Linked DNA regions of Sus scrofa: regions 2 and 3 are each linked to region 1. A link is a contact called in public HiChIP or PLAC-seq and promoter capture Hi-C data. All regions are on one chromosome and are shown on one strand. Each heading gives the region's core, a stretch centred on a gene start, on an enhancer-like site or on the middle of the called end of the contact. The rest is flanking DNA. Distances are from core to core; before and after follow the strand shown. Region 1 holds the start of UBE3D (E3 ubiquitin-protein ligase E3D). Region 2 holds the start of TPBG (trophoblast glycoprotein). Region 3 holds the start of IBTK (inhibitor of Bruton tyrosine kinase).

Evidence for each region. Promoter capture Hi-C pulls out the DNA fragments that hold promoters and counts their contacts. HiChIP or PLAC-seq counts read pairs in DNA pulled down with a chosen protein or histone mark.
Region 2: an H3K27ac HiChIP or PLAC-seq map of skeletal muscle shows a contact between it and region 1, with 16 times the contacts expected there. The contact joins the promoter of TPBG here to the promoter of UBE3D in region 1. A contact is called at or near these places in 3 of 5 promoter capture datasets (fetal liver, fetal skeletal muscle and liver), 10 of 47 Hi-C or Micro-C datasets (adipose tissue, embryonic fibroblasts, epiblast stem cells and 6 more) and 1 of 2 datasets of contacts at active chromatin or transcription factors (skeletal muscle).
Region 3: a promoter capture Hi-C map of fetal skeletal muscle shows a contact between it and region 1, with 9 times the contacts expected there. The contact joins the promoter of IBTK here to the promoter of UBE3D in region 1. A contact is called at or near these places in 4 of 5 promoter capture datasets (fetal liver, fetal skeletal muscle and liver), 6 of 47 Hi-C or Micro-C datasets (brain, embryonic fibroblasts, epiblast stem cells and 2 more) and 2 of 2 datasets of contacts at active chromatin or transcription factors (alveolar macrophages and skeletal muscle).

What each region holds. Positions count from the first base shown.
Region 1 is chr1:83,138,785-83,142,834 of Sscrofa11.1, forward strand. It overlaps UBE3D (E3 ubiquitin-protein ligase E3D), which reads left to right and starts at 1,695. Exons shown (of 10, transcript XM_021091912.1): 1 at 1,695-2,118. The coding sequence starts at 2,042.
Region 2 is chr1:83,848,843-83,852,598 of Sscrofa11.1, forward strand. It overlaps TPBG (trophoblast glycoprotein), which reads right to left and starts at 2,484. Exons shown (of 2, transcript XM_021091971.1): 1 at 2,360-2,484; 2 at 1-1,285. The coding sequence starts at 930. It overlaps LOC110260701 (a long non-coding RNA gene), which reads left to right. Exons shown (of 4, transcript XR_002344017.1): 4 at 2,369-3,756.
Region 3 is chr1:83,971,127-83,975,316 of Sscrofa11.1, forward strand. IBTK (inhibitor of Bruton tyrosine kinase) reads left to right here and starts at 2,435. Exons shown (of 29, transcript XM_001924870.6): 1 at 2,435-2,619.

The DNA of each region.
Region 1 (4,050 bases), core at 445-2,944:
TGATTAGACCCCTACCTACCCTGGGAACCTCCACATGACTCAGATGTGGCCCTAGAAAAAAAGGCAAAAAAGACAAAAAAAAAAAAAAAAAAATCACCCTGGAGGGAGTTCCCTTTGTGGCTCAGCGGTTAATGAACCTGACTAGGATCCATGGTGATGCAGATTCGATCCCTGACCATGCTCAGTGGGTCAAGGATCCGGCGTTGCCTTGAGCTGTGGTATAGGTCGAAGACTCGGCTGTATCCCAAGTTGCTGTGGCATAGGCCAGCAGCTGTAGGTCTGATTCGACCCCTAGCCTGGGAGCTTCCATATGATCCAGATGCAGCCGTAACAAGCAAAAAACAAAACAAAACAAAACAACAAAAAAAAACCCATCGCCCTGGAGTTCCTATTGTGGCACAGTGGGTTAAGAATCCTACTGCCTGGGCTCAGGTTTGATCCCCGGCCCAATACAGTGGGTTAAAGAATCCAGGGTTGCCACTGCTGTGGGGTAGGTTGCAGCTGTGACTTGCATTCAATCCCTGGCTTGGTAACTTCCATATGCTGTGGGTGTAGCCCCCAAAAAACAAAGAAACAAAACAAAAAAACACTACCCTTCATCACCATTGTTGTGATGAAATACCAGTAAATTTAATTCTTTTAATTGGGTTGTTACCTCCATCCATGAATTTGAATTCTGATGGATGTAGGATTTTGTGAAACAAAATGAGCTTTAAAAACTCCATATAAATATTTTAGAAAAATTGTCTTAATCTAGTACCCCTCGAGGGACATGGCTTTATTTTCATTTGGAAATCTTTTTTTGTTTGTTGTTTTAGGGCTGCACTGGGCAGCATATGGAGGTTCCCAGGCTAGGGGTCAAATCAGAGCTGCAGCAACAGGGGATCTATGTGGTGTCTACCACCTACACCACAGCTCAGGGCAACACTAGATCCTTAACCCACTGAGCAAGGCCAGGAATTGAACCAGCATCCTCATGAATTCTAGTTGGGTTTGTTAACCACTGAGCCAGGACAGGAACTCCTAGAAAATCTTGAAATTAATATGTTTAGTGTGTGGTAATTACAACCTTAAAATGATAAAGTAGAACATCAATAAACATGATTTTTCCGCATACAAGTGAACATTGTTTTTCTTTTAAAGCCTCTTGCTCTAAAAAATATATTCGTATTATAATTCTACTGTAGCCTTATATTTTAATATTTTCCCATGATAACTATTTACTTTATACTAGATCCTTTTCTTCAGTGGGTGAAACTTTCCAAAATCATTTTCTAATAGCAATGAAATAAATTACAACTCCCCTGAGTCAATTTTTACCTTTGCAAAAGTGAATAGTGAAAATGTACATGTGGAATCATTCTCATCTTCCTCTTTTCAAAGGTTATAGACATGCATAATCCTGTGCTTCATGATACTGGATATAACAGCAGAGATAACAGGAAACATCTCACATTTTTGCAACCGTTTCCATTTTGGAGCGATCCAGCCTAAATTTAGAAGCAATGCCAAGTCAATTCTGGACATCTGTTGCCTCAGAAGAGAACTAAAATACGACCGACCAGCGTTCATTAAAGAAAAAGGCTGTAGTCCATTAAAAATAACAACAAAGCCAAGATAAAGTGTGTGTGGGATGGGTCTTAGTCCTGATGACAGTGCCCGCCTATCATCTCCCTCTCGTCCAGCCTCATCCCTACCCGCACTAGCCAAGGGAGAGTACTTGGGATCTTACTCTGAAGGTCATATCCAGGGAGCCTGACGCACCGGGTGGCGCCCTTAAGAAACAGAGTGGGAGGGTAGTTCTGCTCTTCTGCCCACGTTTCTCAGAGATCAGCCCCCAAGCTCGGATCAGAAACTGCCGGTGACCGCCAGAACCAGTCTCGAGGCGGCGCACTCTCCGCCCGTCTGGTGGCGCTGTGGGCTGGCGAGTAGTCGAGCAGCCGAGCTCCGGATCCACGACGCCGGCACCTCCGCTGCCGCCGCAGCTCCAGCTCGGGCTGCACGTGTTGCCGCTGCGAACCCCGGGCCCTGGTCGCCCGCAATGGCGGCGGCTGGGGCGCAAGTGCGTGTGTTCCTGGAGGTGCGGAGACAGCTGCAGAGCGCGCTGCTGATCCTGGGGTAAGGCGGGCTGTGGCGTGTGGGCTCCCCAACGCAGCGGGGCACGCCTTTCTGCTGCCGGGCAGGCTCCGCCTCCCTCGGAAGGATGGAATTTTGAGTTTGTTTCTCCAGATGCTTTGAGCTTCTGGGATACTCAAAGCCGAGTACCTCATCCCTGCGCCCTCATTCCCCTACCCCCCACCTCCGCCACCTCCACTGGCAATCTTGAATCACCTGGGAGCTTTTTAGCAATGCCTTGTCTCGGTCCCACACCAGACCTGCTGAATCCGAACTTAGATTTCAACACGTTTCCTGGGATCCAGAGGCACACTTAAGTTTGAGGATCCCTAATGTTCAAGTCGTTGACTATGCCCTGCGTTTCCAACAAAGACAGTGCCAAACGTGCTTGGTTTGCCCCTTTGGAATCCTCGTTATACGATCTGTTCCAATGTGAAAGCTTCCCTTTTTGTAAATAAAACTCCGGGTTTTTTTTTCTCCTCCCCAAATTGTTCTGTGTGCAGAGAAACCGACACACTCGTTCAGTAAAAGCGTGTTCAGTGAACACAGGTTTCAGGCTTCTTATTGGAGCTCATTCTGTTTTTCGTATTCCGAGTTCCAATGAGAAGTCTGTAAGCCCTTACCTTGCTCTTCATTATTTACACAAACAAGAAACTATTAGGGAAATGTTCTCTTTTTTTTGTTTGGTAGTATATGGTACCTCCATTATTCCCTTGTAACCACTGTTTCAAATAGAGTAAATCGGATGTTAGAATCTTGAAAGTTTTATGACAAGGCACCACTCTGAGGTTGATTGGCAGAACTAGATTCAAATCCTAGCTTCTTCACCAAATTAGAATCCTTAATTTGAATGTTTTCAATTGTGAAATAAGGATGCTGTTTATTCCTCTTCTTTCTTTCTCTTTTTCCTCCCCCCCCCCCAAATTATGAATTCAAATAAGTGCTGCAGGTCCAATTCAAATGCACCTTGTAAAGTTACTCAGAGCCCAAACCTTACACAAAACTAAACAAGACCATCTTCTGCTCATCAAAGGAGTCCTTCATGCTTTCCCTGAATTACTCTTCCTTGTTTAAGAAAGTTAAACATAATTTTGCTGGATTTCTTGTTTGCTGCTAGTGGTCTTTGGCCGTTGAGCATTATCACTAAGTCCCCCTACCCTATAAAAGCAACCACTGTTCTGATTTCCTTCAACAAAGATTCATTTGCCGTTCCTTGAAGTATGTATAAATGGATTTGTAAGGTATGTGCTTGTTTCTGGCTGCTTTCCTGCAACAGTGTTTCTGACATTACTGTTTCATCTATGTCATTGCATAATTCAATAGGCCATACTTTTCATCTATGTTTCTTTTCGTCTATGTTTCATCTATGTCACTGCACATTTCAATAGGCCATTCTTTTTTCTTGCTGAGTAGTTTTCAGCCTTATGAATATACTGCAATTCATGCAGCCATTCTTTTATTGCTGGATAATTTGTGTGTTTCTAGAGCTTGCATATTATGAATAAAGCTTTCATATCTTCTTGTATAAGTATTTTTGCAGGGTTATAGGGTAGATGGGGCATGAGAAACAGCTAAACAGTTCTCCAGAGTGATTATACCAGTTCTCACCAGGAAAAAACAAGTGAATTCCAACAGCTTCACTTTCTAGCCTGCATGTCCTGTTGTCAGTCTTTTTGATTGTAGCTATTCTGGTGGTATAAATTAGCATCTCACTGTCACTTTAATTTGCATTTCCCTGATTAAGAATGTTGAGCACCTTTTCATTTGCTTTTTGGTCATTCACATGTGTTCCTTTCTAAAGTATCGTCTATCAAGTTGTTTGTCTTATTGTTGGACATAAAGAGTTCTTTATATAGTCTGAAAATATTTTTTCATTTATACTTGTGCATGTGAATATTTTCTCTCAATCTATAAATTACCTTTTCACTTTCTTAA
Region 2 (3,756 bases), core at 1,234-3,733, 710 kb after region 1:
CTCCTTGAGCCAGGCCACCATGTCTGCCAGGTGGCAGTCACAGACCCAGGGATTGTCGTCCAGAAAGACCCTAACGTGTGGCAGGCTTTGCAGCTCTGCCAGAGTGCCGTTGTGCAGGACTTTGAGGGCGTTGTCCTCCAGGTGGAAGCTTTCGAGGTGTGTCAGGTTGCGGAAGAACACATAAGTCAGGCTCACCAGAGAGTTGTTGCGCAGGTCCAGGTGCCGGAGGTCTGGTAGCTGGGCCAGGACGTCCAGGGGCAGGTAGAGGAGGTGGTTGCTGGCCAGCTCCAGGCGGCGGAGGCCGCGCAGCGCGTGGCCCGCTCGCAGGGCGGCTGCCACCATCCCCTCAAAGCTCCGGTTCTGCCGCTGGGCCGCCGAGGTCACAATGTGGTTCAGGATCAGGTCCACCAAGGGGCTGGGGGCCGCGACGCTGGCGTTGCTGCCCGAGAAGGCGAAGGCGCTGAGGTTGGCCAGTGGGTTGTGGCTGAGGTCGAGCAGGCGTAGGCTGGGCAGGTGCTCGAAGGCGCCGGCTTGCACCTCCGTCAGGCGGCTGCCACTGAGGTTGAGTGCAGACAGCTCGGCCAGCGGCGGCCGGCGGGCGAAGGCGCCAGTGGGGAGCACGGCCAGCTGATTGCCGGTGAGGAAAAGGGTACGCACGTAGGGGGGCAGATCCGCGGGCACCTCGGTCAGGTTGCGGCCCACGCACTTGACGGTGCGCGCCGCCTCGGAGCACTCGCACGGCTGGGGGCAGCGGCCCGGCAGCGGGGGCAGGGCGGACGCCGCGGAGGCCGGGAACGACGCCGAGGAGGTAGAGGACGCCGAAGAGGTGAGGGAGGACGAAGAGACCCAGCCCAGGAGGACCAGCGCCAGGCGCGCCAGCCGCAGCCGCCCGTCCCCGGCGGCCGGGCCCCGGGAGCACCCCCCAGGCATCGCGGCTCAGGTCTCCCCGGAGCTGGGCTGGGGCGCCGCCCGCTCCGAAGGCTCAGGAGGCTGGGCCGGGAGGGCGCGGGCCGGCCGGAAGCGTCTAGAGAAAACTTTCCTCCGGTGGGTGCGGAAGAGGGCCGCTGTAGCCGCCGCCCGCCGCCGGAACTTGACTAACCCCCTAGCCACCGGGCGTCCCCCTCCCGGGTCCGATTCCCCCGCCCCTTCCCCCCAGAAAGTACGCACGGCGGGTCGGGACGCCCAGCTCCGCGCTCACTCCTCCCGCTCCTCTTCCAGCCGGCGCCCCCGGGTGGTACCTCCTTGCCTCTAGGGTTGGCGCTTCGCGCTGGGTCCACTGCGCGACCTGGGACAAGCAGGAGAGAAGCGTGAGGAGCGGCGGCGGCCGCTGCTCCCTGACTGCAGAAACTGGCCTCTCCGAGCCAAGCCGTCCCCCCAACTCAGTACCCAAGACCTCCCTCCAAAAGCCCGTCCGGGCCTCGCCTCCTCCAGCTCCACGCACATCCTTACCCGGGAGAGGGGCGCGCGACCCGAGACCCGGAGTACGGTCTCCTCTCTGTCCCGGCCCCTGCTATATATACCCTTCCGGCTCCCGCCCCCCTCCCTCCCGGATCAGACTCGTCCCCCGCGTCTAACTTCTCGCTTAATCCCCGGCGCCTCCCGACCAAACTTCTCACTCTCCCAGCTCCTTCCCCCACCGCCTCCGCGGAAGACCTGCCTTCCGGGGTCTCCGCCCCCGCCTGTTCTGCAGGACCTCTCCTCCGGGTCCACGTTAGGATGAGAGGGAAGTTTCAGCTTACAGGAGTCTTTTGATCTCTTTTAGATGCCCTCTCGGCTTAAGAAGTGGGGTACCTTAGGGCTGCCGCCACCCCTGAGCCCGCACGCCCACCCGCCCCTCGGATCGGAGGGCCTTCAAGTCCTCTCCAAAGGGGAGGGGAGAGGCCGCGAACAAAGCCGCGGTGGGACCCAGGACCTGCGCGGCTCTCCCGCCTGAGGATGGGGAGGGGCTGGAAGCCGCCTCCCAGTTCTCGCCTTCTCCGCCTGCTCCCCACAGCTCACCTCCAGGGACAACTCCGAGTCCCACCAGAGTCGCGGCGACTTCCCCGCTCCACGCTGCCGGAGCCGACGCTCCTCGCACCCCAGCCCCTGGCCCAACCTCCGCGGCTGGGAAAAACCAACCCGGGGGGCGGGGGAGGGCAAGCCTGAGGGAGGAAAGACTCTGGTGGTGCAGCCAGCCTCGGCGGCCTTCAGGAGGGGGGGGATTTAGAAAGGAGACCGGAGGGCTGAGGGGAGATCTGGGCTACACGCCTCCTCCCGGTGGAAATTGACGAGGAATGTACCCGAAAAGGTGAGGGAATCCCTTTTTCTCCCCCTTCCTAGGCATCGTTTGGTGGTTCCTCATTTTGCATACTGTATTTACCTTGAACAGGAACAAAACCGCTGGTGAATCTCGTGGAATTCGCCCAGATTCTGGCACTTACGGCAGAACCAGATAGATTTTGGCGTGACCAAGCAGCGCGAAGCCGCAGCATAGAGAAACGAGCTGAAAATGCACAGCGGCAGCAGCAAAAAACCCCAGCAGTCCGCAAGGGAGTTTCAGAAAGTCTTCCCAGCCAAGTGATGCCTTGGACTGCCAACTTCAGGTTTAGGTGCAATTAGTGCGTCCCCACCTGTCCCGCCCCCGCGCTTCTTGCCTGGTTTCGGGACTTGGGAAGGGAGAGAGCCAACTTGAGGGAGAAGGAAAAGAAAGGGGAAAAAAGGGATTGGTGGAGAAGAGATTCATTCTTGATTCATTACTTTTCTTCTCCCCAAATTAAAAGCAGAGGGACGAAAACAGCAGCCAAGGCATCCTAGAAACAAAAGGCAAATAGCGAGGATGTGAGTCACCCGGAAAGCGGACCCGCCCCCCTCACCAGATGTGGCAGCGGTGTCAGTGCAAGTCCTTTAGGCTGGGAGAGCTCCCGGGGTGGGGGTGGGAGGAAGGCCGCCAGAAAAGAACCGAAGTTTGGTACTGAAGTCTGACGCCCCAGGGGGCACCGGTTAGGCAGGGAGCAGTTGGGGTAGGAGACACGGACTCCTGGAGTACAAGGAGGATACCTTGGAGAGGTTTGCGGTCCTGAAAGCTCTGCCGTTTTCTCCAGGACTCAGTATCTCCTTTGTCCCAATCCAATTGGAGAAAACAGTTGGGAAAACTAAGATCTGGTAATATAAAAAGAATAGAATAAGGAAATGCCCAAGTTTGTGCCTATGACTTGGGCCTTTAGTGTGAAGAAAGATCCCAACTTTTCAGTGGATTATTGATGACTTTGGTGGAAGAGAAAGTCTGTAGAGCCAACAGCAAAAATGGCCCAGACAAGACCTGTTTTGTTCATCTGCATCTTCAGCACGTTTATCTAAATCTCCTGTTCGTATTTTTAAGTGTGTTTTGTATCATGAATGTGAAACACTTCAAAAAAAGAATCTCAAAAGCTGTAGTCATGTTCTGTATCCCAATGATGGTGGTGGTTGTAGTTTCATAAATCTGTACGCATGTTAAAATTCATAGAACTTTGTACACCAAAAAGAGTCAGTTTTACTGTATGATAAATTTTGAAACAAAATTAATTACTCATGAGGGGAAAAAAACTGTAATAATTCTGCAGCATGATATTCATTTTGGTTCTGCTCTGTTAAGGAAAGTGAGAATCACTTTAGAATTTAGAAAGATATTCTCATCTGATCAGCCAATCAGCTTGGTAATATGGATATATCATTAGTATTAATGTCTTGTTATTGGTATTGTTATTCTGTTTTACAGTTGAAAACACTGGGGCTCTG
Region 3 (4,190 bases), core at 1,185-3,684, 830 kb after region 1:
CACATTGGTATTTTATTTTATTTTACTATTTTATTTTTTGTCTTTTGGGGGCTGCACCCATGGCAAATAGAAGTTCCCAGGCTAGGCATCTAATTGGAGCTACAGCTGCTGGCCTGCAATGCAGCCACAGCAACACCAGGTCCGAGCCATGTCTGTGACCTATACCACAGTTCAGAGCAAAGCTGGATCCTTAACCCACTGAGTGAGGCCAGAGATGGAGCCCATGTCCTTATGGATACTAGCAGGCTTTGTTACTGCTAAGCCACAACAGGAACTCCTAAACTTTGATTTTTAAAAATTAATCAAGTAACTCAACTACTACAAGTAAAAATGACAATTCAAAATGATAGAAATCAAGAATCACTCATAACCACACAGAGACAATCATTGTTTTTGGTATATTTCTATCTTTCCTTCTATGGGTAAACACAACAAATTTTTTTAAATGGTTGATTTTGATCTCTTCTTTCACTAACCACATCTGCAATGCAGTTTTCATTTAATTGTATTTCATCTGTACTGTTGCCTAATCATTGCAATATTCTGTCCTAGAAATTATCAGTATCTTTGAAGACAATTTTCCAGGGAAATGGAGAGCAATCCCATATGGCTTGCAATCTATTTCATCTGGTTATCTCCTACCCAATATTCTAGTCTCAGTTCAAGTGTCACTTCTTTGCAAAGTTAAATTTATCATAGCATTATTTGCAGTTTTTGTAAGGGTTGCAAACTATTTTTACATGTGTGATTATCAAGTTTGTGTTTTGTTCACTTTTGGATCCCTAGTGCTTACCACAAAATCAATGAATGCTTGGAATAATTCTGTTGCTAAGGAAATACTTCTTACTTATAAAAAGTATGATCTACCACTTATGAAGTGTTATTGTGTGCTAGACACTCCGTTAAGTGGGATATATCTGTACATAGTTATGTTTTCACAACCCTAAAATGCATTATTGCTTCTATTTTACAGTTGAGGAAACTGAGGCTTCAAAAAAGCCAACTAGGAGTTCCCAGGCTAAGAATCCAGGGTTGTCACTGCTCTAAGGATGTTCATTTCCTGGCCTTGGAACTTCCACCTGCTGTGGGCTTGACCCCAGCCCACTGCCCCCTCCCCCCTCCAAAAAAAAAAAAAGAGAACTTGCCCAGCGACAAACAAAAGATTTAAAAGATTTGAATTTAGGTCAATGCATTTATTTACATTATGGGCTTTACTTGCCATTCTTAGCTTCTCCATGATTATAAAGGTCATCATACATAGCTTATTTTCAAAACCAGCCGATTTTTACATTACAAACTGGTTTTTGTTACATGTCAAAAAAGGACGTCAGGCACCTAGAAGGGGCAAAGAGACAGAACAAGGTTTTGGGAAGGGCGGCGGGAGAGCTAGTTATTTTCCTATTCCCTTCACTAGGGAGGTGCGTGGCTTTGGGGATTCCATAAGGTAGGCTCCAAAAAAAGTAAAGCCGAATGGGCCTTTAAGAAGACATCTAGTTCAAGTCTGTCGTTTTACAGATGAGAGGGACTAAGTGGCTTGTATAATCTACACGTGGCAGAACTGCACAGCTGTGTCTTGACTCCTAGCGTTGTTTGTTCTGAGTCACACTAGCCCTCCCTGAACAAATATTTACTGAATCAGGCCTACTCCGCAGGATGTTTCCCTTTCCCTATCCTAGTATCGATTATCGGCTACTTGCTTTCCTCCCTAATTATTTTCACTCCATTTTTAAAATGGCCCTTGGATGCAGAGTTAAAGGGGAAAAAGCATAGTGCAAGAGCCTGGGGTGAGGACTGAGTGCAGTGATCTGGTGAGTGGTATGACCCTGGCCTGGTCCCACAGCAGTGATCTAAGGAGGCAGTGACGCCTCCTGACCCAGGGAGTGACCCCAATATAATGCGGGTGTAGGAGCGGCCGGTGAGGGGCGAGGCTGAGTCTCTGCAAGACAACGCCTTTGGCTTTCCTGTGACCCCAGGGTCAGGGCAACGGGAGGGCACTCTCATAGGTGCAACATGCCAACAACGCCTTTGACTTCTGCGGCGTGGCCAAGGCATTCCGCTGCCCGAGACATCTAGCCAGGTGTCCCATACTGTTTCTAAACCCAGGTTTATCCTGAGTTCCAAATCTCCTGCTGCGGGGGAGCGACGTTTCCTCTTGGGCGACGGCTGACCCCCGAAAGGGCCGTCACCTTTCCCACCGCCCCCGTCGGCCGAGTGTCCCCGGCTGAGGCCTGCCCCGCCCCCGGCTAGCGCTGGTTGCCCCAAGGCCGGCGGGGTCAAGTTCCTTCACGCGGCCAGGGAAAGGCCAGAGCTTAGGGCTGCCACGCGAAGCATTCTGGACAGACTCCAGCCAATCCGCAAGAGGCATACACGACAGTCAACCAATCAGCGCCGGTCTTATTCCTGGGTCCCGCCCGCGCCGGCCCGTCCCTCCTTGCCCCCCTTCCGCGCGCCTGTAGTCGCGGCTGTAGCTGCAGCCGCCTCCGGAACTGACCCGGGCCTGGGGAACGGGCCTCCACTGGCGCCCTTCGGTTTCTTCTGCTGCCTTCACTGAGGATGAGTCCCTGCGCGGCCGTGTGCCCACCCCGCGGAGAACACCGGCGTATTTTCATCTAGCGACTGGTGAGGGACTGCATGGCACGGTGCGACCCCGTGGAGCCGGCAGGGGCGGTGGCCTCCCCGTAGCAGGGTGGCGTCGGGACGGTATTCTAGCTTCCCTGAGGGTGCGAGTGGGCCGCGGGGCGGGGACGCACAGGCTGCCCGGCTGCCCGCGCATTGGCGCGGGGCCAGTCGAGTGGCCTGGTCCCGGCGGCCGCCCTCAGGCCGCCTCCTGGAGCTAATGAATGGTCCGTGCAGGCGACGTGCTACGTTGCTGTCCTGCCTGCCACGCCCTCCATCGACGTAGAGGTGCTGGGTTTTGATAGTTGTCTCGTGTCACTTTCCCTCGAGCCTTGAGTTTTAAGCCATTCCTCCAGGCGCCCCTGTCCCTTATCTCTTTCGTGGCGTCACTGAAGTTTTAGTCACTGTGGGGATACTAACGACGAAGTTCAGCCTGAATCTACAGTTGTCTGTGAAAAGGGACCCGTGTGTTTTTTGGGGGGCGTGGGGTGGACAGGAGAGAGGCCTTTTTCTTTTTTGGCCGCCCCGCAGCGTATGGAATTCCTGGGCCAGGAATCAGATCCGAGCCACAGTCACGACCTAAGCCTGGGGTGCAGCAACGCCAGATCTTTAGCCCACTGCGCCAGGCAAGCGATCCAACCTGAGTCTCGGGGCTCCCAGGATGCTCTTGATCTCATTGCGCCTCAGCGGGAACTCCCCGATAGAGGCCTTTTCTGATATCATGTTGCTTTATTTCTAAAACGTTTTAGTTCAGCAGTGAAATAAGTAACCCAGGACTTCTGTGACTTCTGATCTCCAACGTAGTTAAAAAAAACTTAAAGTCTGTTGACCAGACAGGTTATTTTTCAGGAAGCAGAGACCGATGTAGTAGCACTTTTTTTTCCCCCTCATGCCTGGAAGCAGAGTGTGTTTGAAAATTGAAATTTGAAAAACAGTTTTTTTGAAGTGTAGTTGATTTACAATGTGTTAATTTTTGCTGCGCAGCAAAATGATTCAGTTATATACACATACACTCTCACGCTTTTTTTTTTGTTTTTTGGTTTTTGGCTGCAGCGTGCAGGGCCTTGATATGGGATCTCAGTTCCCAGCCCAGGGATTGAACCCTGCGGCAGCTGTGAAAGCACTAGGGATTTCCCAGCATTTTTTTTTTTTTCTTCTTTCTTTTGCCTCCACTGTGACATATGGAAGTTCACAGGCCAGAGATCAGACCCGATCCACAGTAGCAACAATGCCAGATCCTAATCTGCTGCACCACCAGGGAACTCCACAACATTCTTTTTTAAAATAGTTTTTTCTTGGAAAAAAAATTCTTAAATCGATGAAGTTAACATTTTAATTTTATTAAAGTATAGTTGACTTACAATGTTGTGATATTCTTTTCCATATGGTTTATTACAGGATGTTGAATATAGTTCCCTGTGTGCTGTATAGTAGAGCCTTGTAGTTTATCCATTCTATATGCGGTAGTTTGCATCTCCTAACCCCAAACTCCCACTCCATTCCTCCCCCACCTATTTTCCCCTGTGGCAACCACTAGTTTGTTTTCTGTGTCAGTAAATTTGCTTCTGTTTCAT